2 separate regions of the Rattus norvegicus genome follow, and region 1 is linked to region 2. The links are chromatin contacts, called in public Hi-C maps. All regions are on one chromosome and are shown on one strand. The core of a region is the stretch at or near the end of the contact, and the rest is flanking DNA. Distances in the headings are between cores, read along the strand shown.

The links. Hi-C and Micro-C count contacts between places; a contact is called where the count stands out from the background.
Region 1: a contact with region 2 is called in a Hi-C map of Schwann cells, with 6 times the contacts expected there. The contact joins two enhancer-like sites. A contact is called at or near these places in 3 of 12 Hi-C or Micro-C datasets (the A7r5 cell line, the Rat2 cell line and Schwann cells).

The regions. Positions count from the first base shown.
Region 1 is chr17:70,471,466-70,477,177 of GRCr8, forward strand. The region is part of intron 2 of LOC120097919 (a long non-coding RNA gene); the gene reads right to left. Among named protein-coding and RNA genes, the nearest start is that of Akr1e2, 170 kb to the right of the region's middle. Within about 2 kb of position 2,121, at least 4 of the 93 cell types and tissues checked have an H3K27ac peak or open chromatin away from gene starts, as enhancers often do.
Region 2 is chr17:69,997,587-70,003,205 of GRCr8, forward strand. No RefSeq gene overlaps it. Among named protein-coding and RNA genes, the nearest start is that of Klf6, 540 kb to the left of the region's middle. Within about 2 kb of position 1,980, at least 8 of the 93 cell types and tissues checked have an H3K27ac peak or open chromatin away from gene starts, as enhancers often do.

The DNA of each region.
Region 1 (5,712 bases), core at 871-3,370, 470 kb after region 2:
CACAGCATTTTAAGTTTTGGAAAGGACACGTTTCATTTAGATGTACAATACAAAGGCTTCACCTTCTCCCTAGGCTCTGTATTTTATCTGAAGAGGCTTGTCCCGTGGCTCTATATTTTAGTTTATCTGAAGAGGCTTGACTGTCATTCTGTCTTCCTTGTTCACTTATTCCCTGCTCATTTCCAGTTCACAGGCTGACTGTGTTAGAAGATTCCAATTTAAAGAACCTTTATATATATATATATATATATATATATATATATATCACATATATACATATAGTATGTTCATATTTCTGTGTGCATCTTCATATTCGTGTGTGACGGATGGATATAGAGGTCAGATACCTATGTAATGCGTCTTCCTCAGTCCCCCTCAATTCTTTCTATATTTTGGAGACAGTGTCTCTCTCGTGAATCTGGAGTTTACCCATTCATTCAGGTTTACTTGCTGGAGAGCTAAAGGGACACATCGAAACACCTACACCCAACCCTGGGTTTATAGATGCTATCACTGTGCTGAGATCTTAATATAGGAGCTGAGGGTCTTCATGCTTCCAAAGCAGGCACTTTAGATACCAAGCCACCTTTCTAATCCTTCAAGGCATCTTTTTATAGTTAACCACAAGCAGCATTTGAATTGGGAAAATTTAGTACCATTTTTTTTACTATTGCTATCGTTGTTGTTAATTTAACCTGATTGTGATATTGTGTGAATCAGGAAGCCCTGGTGCATGATGGGAGATGTCAGATTCTATCACCTACTAGCTGATTTTCAGTGGCACCTGTGCAGCTTCTCCATAAATTGTAAATGAATGTTTTCTTTGCCAAACCGCTGCAGCAGGAAGGCAGGAAGCAAAAACACATTCAGATTCTTGCTGTCACTGAGTATTCTAGGAATGAAATATTAGGTGGCCGTAGGAGAAATACAACTTGTAGAAGGGACATCGTGACACATGCATTATCAACTCCTCTAACACTCTCATCGCTCTCCCAACACAGAAATAATGGAGGTCAGCAACACGCCTTCCTCCACAGCAAGCTTAATGCTGGAGGGGTAAGTACAGTGCAGCAAGTGACCTCTGGAGAGACATTTGTTGGATGTTTGTGATTTTGTGCAAGGCCGAGGAGTGCCCTTTGGTTAATCTTTGCATGATTTTGGCATGTGTCATCTGAAGTATAGGCGTGATCTCGATTTTGACTCTGCAGATTGAAAGAGATTAACTTCCTCACAAAACATCTATTTCATGGGTGAGATGCGGTCTGATTACTATTCCATGGGGCTTCCTGTGGCCCAAATACACTGTGTAACCAAAAAGCTGAATTTCACTCAGGCTTTCATTTTTATCTTTCATCCTTTTCTGTTCTTTTAATATCATCCTAGACCACAACTGACATGAACATCGTTGAGAATTTCTTGTGTGATAATGAATATCTACTTTATTCTATGATCACGAATATAAAGTAATAGTTAGGGGTGTTCGACAAGAGCCTTCTCAATTCACTGAAGTTTTATAATCGATAAAACTGGGGAGTCATGACTGTTTATGTATGTTTCCCTTCAACATGAATATCTCTCAGCACACTCATCTTCACCACCAAGGATGCTGCTAGAATGTTCCCACGTATGTGTTGCTGAGACATACAGAAAGGGGTAGAGATGGGTTCTCCTAGCCATCTCTTCACTTTTTATGAGGGGTGGGGGTACATTGTGAGAAATCCAGAAATCTTGCCATAAGAATGATCTTTGGGTGACCCTAGAGTAGCTAGGTAAGTGAACTCTCTAATTTCTCTTATGCATGCACTTTCCCTAATCCTCATATTCCTTCTACGTTGGTGGTGATTCTTTTTTTTTTTAATTTATTTATTATATATAAGCACACTGCAGCTATCTTCAGACACACCAGAAGAGGGCATCAGATCTCATTACAGATGGTTGTAGGCCACCATGTGGTTGATGGGATTTGAACTCAGGACCTCTGGAAGAGCAGTCAGTGCTCGTAACCACTCAGCCGTCTCTCCAGCCCCACTGGTGATTCTTTTAGCTCCATTACTCCAGCTTCCTAGGTCTAGACTTCCAATTCCATAGTTATGTAGATTAGTAGCCAAGAGAGTCAAGTGGACTGAAAGACTGATGCAGTCACCTGAGTTCACACACCCATATGTGCAATTTTAAAGTCTGTCTTTGGGATCCTACAAAGACTCCCTGCTTCCTGAGGGCAGGAAATGAAAAACGACTATTCTCATCAACTTCTATCAATTTCTTTAGGAATTATATGAGACAGTGAACACAAACCCAGAGCAGAAAGTTTCCTCAGCACTTAGGAGGAGGAAGAAAGGTGGAAAAGAAGGTTGAAGCCACCAAAAGGAGACACGCTGTGCCTTCGACTTTATTTCTTATAGATAGAGGACTTCAAACACACTCACTGGATTTTATTACTGAAATTTGCAAAGTGTGCATGCCATCCTTCAGTCAAGGTGACTTCATAACTGACAAAACAGACAAGATACAAAATCTGTGTATTGGCTTTCTACAATATTAACACTATAAACAGTGAAACACCACCCATTTCTATAGGGCAACAAATGATTGTTTCCACACAGATGGTAATAAGGAAATTTATGAAGAAGACTATTGTAGGAAGTAAACACAGAAACAATGAAAACAGTCTCTGCCACACCCCTGAAGCTGACTACAGCTGCAGGGCAGGGCCTACAGACAATGGCATCGTAATGTCTTCTCTTTTCTGCACCCATTCATTTACAGCTAATAATTAAAAGATTAGGAACTCCATGTCTTCCCACCATGAGGTAGAAAGTCTTGCAGGCCACACCCTGATGACTATGGGCTTCCCACATAGTGAGTCATTTACAGAATTCAGGACTCAAAATCTGCCAAAGGAATGGAGAAGCATTAAGAAGGTGTTTCTTGTGAGCCTACTACAAATACTTGTTTTGAATTTAAGTTAAATGTTAGAGAAATTTATCATGTCCTTTTGTCAGTTTTGTTAAACTATGACACAGAGAAGGTTGGGAGGTTTCTAGAGATGAGGAAATAGATAGATTCTCCAGAATGATGTATTCAAGAACATTATGAATCACAGTGATATTTTATCAATACTATCAAACTTGCAACTGAATTACTAGAGAAGTATAAAGTTTTTAATCTGATTGTTGTGATGAATAAATGATGACTATTGAAGTAGATATGTTTAATTTGATCAAATTGTACACAAGGCATATATTCACTGAACAACATATAACATTCATATAGATGGTTCTTGAGATATACATTAGTTAAAATAAATGTAATTTAATATGGTTAATGATACATATTAACATGATAGATAGGAAGATAGAGATAGAACGAAAAAAAGACAGACAGACAGACAGATAAATGATAATCAGTGAGCAGACAGGAAGGAAAACATAGATGGTAGATAAACAATTGAAAGAGAGACTAGACATCTTGATAGATGTTAGATAAGCTTGTGAGTGGGCATTAAAAAGATCACAGATTGATATACAGTACATGTGTTATTGATAGATCAATGATTTCTGGATACAGACATACATACATTCATACATACACACATCCATACATGCATACACACATACATGCATACATGCATACATGCATACATGCACACATACCTGTATACAAAATGCATGCATACATACATGCATACACGCATGCATACATACATATATGCATGCATTACATATGCACATACACACATACATACATACATATGTGTCTATTGACAGAAGATAGCAACCAGAGATAGAGAATAGAAAGTTGGAAGTAGTAAATATGCCTGAGAGCAATTTTGGAGCCTTAAGTTTATATCAGGTGCTTGGGCTGCTCTTAGCCGTCTTCCCTGTGCTGTAGAGGATATGACATTCTCCTCGGCATAGCAAGCCTGTGTCACTCTTGAGACTAACCATCTTATTTAATACTCAGAGAGAAACATTGATACCATCATTTCCTTCATTCATTGCTCTCTCGCAACCTTTGGCGCTAGGAATTATCTTTCTTTAGTTCAGAATATTCAATTTACTCTCCAGTATTCTCCAAGGCTAGAGTTTACTCAGATGCAAACTTTCAATTATAAAGCAACTTTACTTCCATTTAGACTGCTCTGTCTCCTCAGAAATGCTTAAAGTTTCAGGTACAATCATCTGCGTAGCAAAAAGAATCATTTTTTTAAATGTCACTTTAGTTTCATTTCTATTTTTAATAAAACATCATTATAGAAAACTTTAAACAAACATAATTTAATTCTTTCCATTATCATGAAAACTTTAATGTGCAGGAAGGGCATTCCATTCTTAGAGAGGCTTATTTAAATTGGTGGTCAAACAAGACTCTTCTAATAAAAAAATGTGAAAGATACAGAAATATAAGAACAGTATGGTCAAATTTAAAACTATGTGGCAATACCATCGTCTCTTCTATTAGGGTACTGCATGTTTTATTATTTTCAAGACTTATTCCATTTTTAGCATGTAAATGTGTATGTGTGTTGAGTGTGTTGTGGTGTGTGTGAATGTGTGTGTGTGAATGTGTGTGTGTGAATGTGTGTGTGTGTGCGTGTGTGTATGAGTGTGTTGTGGTGTGTGTGTGTGTGTGTGTGTGTGTGTGTGTGTGAACATTACATATGTAAGTATTCCTCCAGATGCCAGGGAGGGCATCTGATTGCTTGGAGCTAGAGTTACAGCCATTTGTGAAGTGCGTAGTATAAGTGCTGGAGCCTCAGATCTGACTCTCTCTAGACAGAGCAAACCATGTTCTTAACTCCTGAGCCATTTCTCAGCTCCATCGTCCTTTTCTTCCTCATTTACCCTATTTTACACTATCAGCCTTTAAAAATACCCTGGTAATTCTATCCTTTCTTAGTTCCTTCCTAAGTCCTTCCCCTGATGCATTCTGTATGTTAAGCACTGTCTCAATGTGTTCTGCAAACACAGGGCTTGTTCTCCTTTCCTATGGAGCATTTGATAAAAATCTTCACTCTATCATACTCAAGATATGAGTTGCTCCTATTTTTGTGCTGATTATTATTATTATTATTATTATTATTATTATTAATTTGTTTGGTTTAAAGTTATTCTCTTATGGACATTACAATGTTTTCTACATAACATTATGTGATATAGAATATATATTCTTAATGTTCAAGTGTTTGGCCTTTCTATCTATTTCTGGTGGCTAAATTTTAACTTTTGTAAAGTTTGAAGCAGAAATAAATCTGCCTTTTTTAAAAACAGGGATTATAAAACATTCAGCACCACTGAAAGAGTGACTCATTTTACTTTTAATCTGCCAAAAGATCTTCCTAAGTCCTTGGCATAAGTTCAATCTTAACAGAATTAAGTTTACTTTGATGAAATTACTTCAGCTAATAATTGTATAAAAGGTTCGTGAGCCATTAATGAACCAGGTGAAGGCAAAGCCGAGCCTTTTGCTCATAAATGAAATACTATATTGCAATACAGACAATAGTCACCTTTAGGGTTTACACTACTGTCTCAGTTTCTCTTAATGTCACAGGACTTCTGGAGGACATGCTGCTTTGTGGGCATTGTTTTCCCAGAGTACAGTTTGTGGTGACTAGGAAGGCTTCGTTGAATCTATCTTAGTTGCATTTCTATGTAAGCTATATTATATCAGAATATTTGGAACACTTATGAGACTACACAGAGCTGATTT
Region 2 (5,619 bases), core at 730-3,229:
ACAGACAGTGTCTTTATCATTTAAATAAGGGAAACTGAGACTACAGACAGCTCGGCAAGAAAAGGAAATATCCTATCTGGCCTCCTGAAAGTTCAATGATTTCATTAACACCTCCCCCCAACCCCCTGCGTCATAGTTATTTGTTTAAAACAGGAAACAGGCTTTTAATGTTAGGGATAGGATTGTGAGACCAGAAAACATCACAATGTGGATGAGGGCTGAGTGTGACAGAGAGTCATAGTCTCAATTCTTGACTTTCGCTTTCCATCCTAAGAACAATCTTAAACTTTGGCTTTTATCCAGAGGATCTCCCTGATCTCAGAAGAGCAAATATTCTACTGGTTTAATTTTCTCAGAGGAAATGGTTTTCCTCAGTCTTGACATCCCTAAAGGGGAGCCCATCATGGATAGATTTTCTATGTTAATGAGTTATTTTCTTTTACCTTTCTAAGTCATCTTCATAAACATTGCTTAGTTTGAAAAGGTGAGATTTTGTTTACTGTAGAAAAATACATTTTTTAGAGTATTCTTTTTCTTTTAATGTGAGACAAAAAAGAGAAGAAGGAAAACCCATAGCTTGTTTAGTGCAGAACAGAATGTTAGGTTAACTGCCTGAATCAGAACTTTCCCATACTGACTTAGGAATGAAGGCTTGTCCTGATTAGTAATCTTCACCAAGTTCGAAGGGTTAGAGGTGACTCAGGCTCCACGAATGTGTTCTGGTCTTATTTAAAGAAAGGCCCCTGAGTCATGTGGAGTTGTGTCAAAATGTGTGGTATGTCATGTTATTTTAAAAAGACAGCGTGGAGAGAGGAAATTGAACTATCTTCTTTTTTTTTTCAGGGAACTTTGCCCTTTTGCAGAAGTCATTTCCCACACATCTCCCTTTCTCTGCAGTGAGGCTGTGGTGTATTTTTATCATAGATATATCCCTAATGACTTCTCATGTCAAGCTTGCAAAGTGAACTATTTTTCATTAATATTTATCCTCAGATGCTGTTAAATGCATTGCTTAGAGATGAATACATTTACCATCGATCTCCTATCATTTGGAAGGCTCATCCATCTGAAAAGATGGCTAAACACATATATTTGTTATTTTTAACAATAGAAAAATTCACAAACAGAAATGAGCTTCATTTGTCTTAGCTAAGAAAATTTGAAAGTGTCAATCTTGTTTGTATTCTGGATTTTAAAGTGCATGTAAAAATTTTTTAGAAATGTTAAAAAAATGAAATTAAAAAGTATAAAGACCCAAAGGGCTGCCAGGGGAAGAAAAGGCAGCTTTCTTTAGAGCTGTGATTTGTGATACATTGACCATATTTCTGTGCATGCCCTTACATTCATGTGCAGGTAGAAAGCAAATTCAGTGGGTTGATTATTTATATATTGAAAAATCATAACAAGAAAATGAAATTGTGAGGATGTATGTGTGGATCCAGGCCTCCAACAGGAGAAGTATCAGAAGAAATGATTCCACTTGCATAAAATTCTCAAAGGGTAAATTAAAATATTACATAAAAATAAATATGTAAATTTTAAAAATGTTAAAAGCATTTTGATGGGAAAATTACACTTAGTTAAGATGGACTGTATCATTAGGGTTCATGATCAAGTATGAAATATTGAGTAAGGACTTGTCCAGCTCCATGAGTTGTTCTGTTATTATAAATCCACTTTTGCTTCTGAGTGTCTTTCTCTATACAACAGGACTAGTATATGTTTCTACTTCTGTTTGGGTAAGTTGCCTCTGGGTCTATGACTCAGTTCAATCAACCAAACAACCAATTAGAGCCATCCCCATCCCCAAAGCTAAAACACTGACTCAGGAATCCCTATCCCTATGTCCAGGTTGACTTGCTCCAACTTTACCAACTTGTTCCAACAATACCCTAAAGATATGCCGCCATTTTTATCCCTATTTTTTGCTGATGAAAACTGGCCAGACATGCAGCTGCTTGGGTGTGGATCCACAGTCTAACACAGTTGGCAATTGAGTCTAACTACAGATTTCAATGGCAATAAAATAATTGTAGGGCTAGCAGGAATCTTGATTGGACTCCCATTGGTGGGAGTTGCTTGTCACAGAGTGGTACTGAAGTCCTGGGACAGAACAGGCTGTGCCTCCATTGGGCTGCAAAGGAAAGGCTTTAAGAAGGCAGGACTCTATGTGGACATAGAGAGAAATCTTCACCAGAATTTGCTCATATATTCCAATCCCAAATTCCTGGACTCAAACAGTTCATAGTCCTTGCCCTAATTTTAATTAAAAAAAGTCCCATTAAGCTCTGGAATTCAGTGTGGGCTATAATTGGTCTAACCAAAACTGACATTTTATTTTCAGAAGTATTTACCCTCTGGCTGTGAGATAAGAATGCCTTTCCAAGCAAGATTTGTGAACTCCTTTTATAGAACATTTCCTAAGAATTTAGCATCCTGAGTTCATCACTCACATTCTCAAATTCTTCAGCATGATTATGAGAAACCAAACAACCTAATCGTTACCCTCCTTTCTGCATAAAATCTGTGCATTTGCTCATCTCTAAATATCCTTTGTCACTCAGAGCTTCACCCGAAATAGACACTAGTAGCACATAGGAAAAATATCTTTTTTTAAAAAATATTTATTTCTATATATGTATATTTGGATGATATTTCAGAGGATAGAATAGTGGGGTTGGAGTTACAGGAGGTTGTGAGCCACCTAATGATGATGGTGGAAACTGATAATTGGATCTGGGTAGGAAGAGTAAGATCTTAGAACTTGTGAACCACCTCTGCACACTCTCCACCCTCTGCACCCTCTCTACCTTCTCCATCTTCTCCCTTTACTCCATCCTCTCCACTGTCTCTATCCTCTTCATCCTCTCTGTCCTCTGTTCTCCACCCTCTTTGCCCTTTCCCTGTGGAGATAGGGTCTTAATATGTTGCCCAGATTTCAACGTCTGGGTTTTGGGCTTGGGGCTAAAGGTCACTGCAACACTTATCATATTCAGCTGGATCAAGAATAAAAAGAAGGGGGTTGGGGATTTAGCTCAGTGGTAGAGCGCTTGCCTAGCAAGCACAAGGCCCTGGGTTCGGTCCCCAGCTCCAAAGGAAAAAAAAAGAATAAAAAGAAATCTGAATGAGTTGCAGTGTCATCTGGAGTACCTCACATCAATACCAGCAAGTAAATGTCAAGTAAGAGTCGCATTGAAATGTTTCTTTACATCTCTGTGGTCCTCCATTGTCACTGCAAAATTCTTGAATGGCAAGAAATGTAGCTCATCCCTATATACCTGACACCTTGAAGACCCAATTTAATTATTCTCATGCTTCTGTCTTTCTCAATTTTCCCACTCCTAGAGTCCTTCAGATGTCCACACCTTGATGTAGAGTAAATTCTCGTTATTTTTCATGTTTATTTTTAGAGTCCAGCTATGTCGAGCGTTGATTGAATGTCTGAGGACTTTCTCCTGGGGTTTCTAATTGTTTCAGCAATGCTTCTTAATGGATATTTTAAGGCATCTAGAAATAGCCTCTAAATTCCTACACTTCTATTAAATCTTAGCTACTTTGTCACACAGAATTTTCAGGACGGTTTCTATTATATCTCCATAGGCAACAGCATATTTTTAAGGTAGCTTATGTATAATATGAGGCCTGAATCTATTATTAGTTTCATAGGTCAATGTCTTAAGAGGCCTCTATATTGAATGATACTGTCATTCACATCATGTGAGCATCCTTGACTGTCTTCTGTTCTCATTTCGTGAATTCGCACCATACACGGAATAACCTAAGGAAGTGAAAGAAATTCCATAAATAGACTAGATGTATCTTGTATTTTTTTGTCAAGTCCTTTAAGGCTTGTGAAAGTCTGACATGAGAGAAATTAAAGATGAGGAAGCCAAGACCAGAGCGAGTAAAGAAGCCTTAAAAGCAGATGGACACCAGACCAATACAGATAAAGATACGCAGAGCCAACCATGGAACTGAGTCTGGAGACCCCACTGGAAGAGCTAGAAGGACTGAAGGAACTGAAGGGGAATGCAACCCTGAAGGAAGAACAACAATATCAACTAACTTGACCACCCAGAGTTCCCAGAGACTAAACCAGCAACCAGAGTATCCATGGCTCCAGATGCATATGCAATAAAGGATGGCCTTATCTGACATCAATGGGATGGGAGGCCCTTGGTCCTACGCAGGCTTTATGCCCCAGTGTAGGGGAATGCTAGGGTGGTAAGATGAGAGTGGGTGATTGGGTGGAGAAGCACCCTCACAGAGGTAAAGGGGAGGGGGAGAAGGGAGATGGAATGGAGTGTGTTAAGGGGTAACTGGGAAGAGGGACATTATTTGAAACACAAATGAATAAAATGCTTAATTAAAAAAAGAGATGGAAATAATCCCATATACTGTGTTCTTTGATTGTGCTGATCTTGTAGTAAGATTGAACCAGCAAAGGTTCTGACCCCTGAAAATTGATGGATCAGCCATTCAGCACTGTGGTACTGTGAGACGGCACGGCTGCTTATTCATAATTCATTGTAAATACAGTGGCATTTGACTCACTTTTAATTGCTGGCATTTGGTGACAGGAGAAAAATCTAAAGGCATGCTTCTAAGAAGATCACAGCACAGACTGACATTGCTGACTCATTTTTAGCGGGAACTTTCTAAACAGTGGTGACACAATGCAGAAGGATTTAAATGTGCTTACTTAGGCAAGAAATAAGAGGGTGAAACGAAAACAGAGCTGAGCAGCAAGTGATGGAGGGATGCCTGAATGGGCGACATCTTGCCATAGATGTGTACAGACAGTTGGAATCCACAGAGCCACGTAAAACTGGGTGTAGTAGCAAATGTTAGTTCCAACACTTTTACCGGAAAGTGGGACACGGACATGGGAGGATCCCTGAGAGCTTACAGACTAGCCTGGCAAAAGCACTAGTGTCTTACATTTGAGGACCAGCAACAGCATGATATGTTATTCTCTGATTTACACTCATACACAGAGAGAGAGAGAGAGAGAGAGAGAGAGAGAGAGAGAGAGAGAGAGAGAGAGAGAGAGAGGGAAGAGGCGAGGGAGGAGGGAAAGAGATCAGAAGCATTTTTCCAACAATTTTTTCCATCTAGAATAATTTGGGTATTTCTTATTTACCTTGCAAATGTTATTCCCTTTCCCAGTTTCTAGGCCAACATCCCCCTAACCCCCCCTCCCCTCCTGTATGGGTGCTCCCCTCCCCATCATCCCCTCATTACCACCCTCCACCCAACAATCCCATTCAAAGGGGGGTCCATCCTTGGCAGGACCAAGGGCTTCCCCTTCCACTGGCACCCCTACTAAGCTATTCATTGCTACCTATTATTTTGGAGTCCAGAGTCAATCCATGTATAGTTTTTGGGTAGTGGCTTAGTCCTTGGAAGCTCTGGTTGGTTGGCATTGTTTTTCATATGGGGTCTCAAGCCCCTTCAGCTCTTCCAGTCCTTTCTCTGATTCCGTCAACAGGGATCCCATTCTCAGTTCAGTGGTTTGCTTCTGGCATTCACCTATGTATTTGCCATATTCTGGCTGTGTCTTTCAGGAGAGATCTACATCCAGTTCCAGTCAACCTGCACTTCTTTGCTTTATACAAC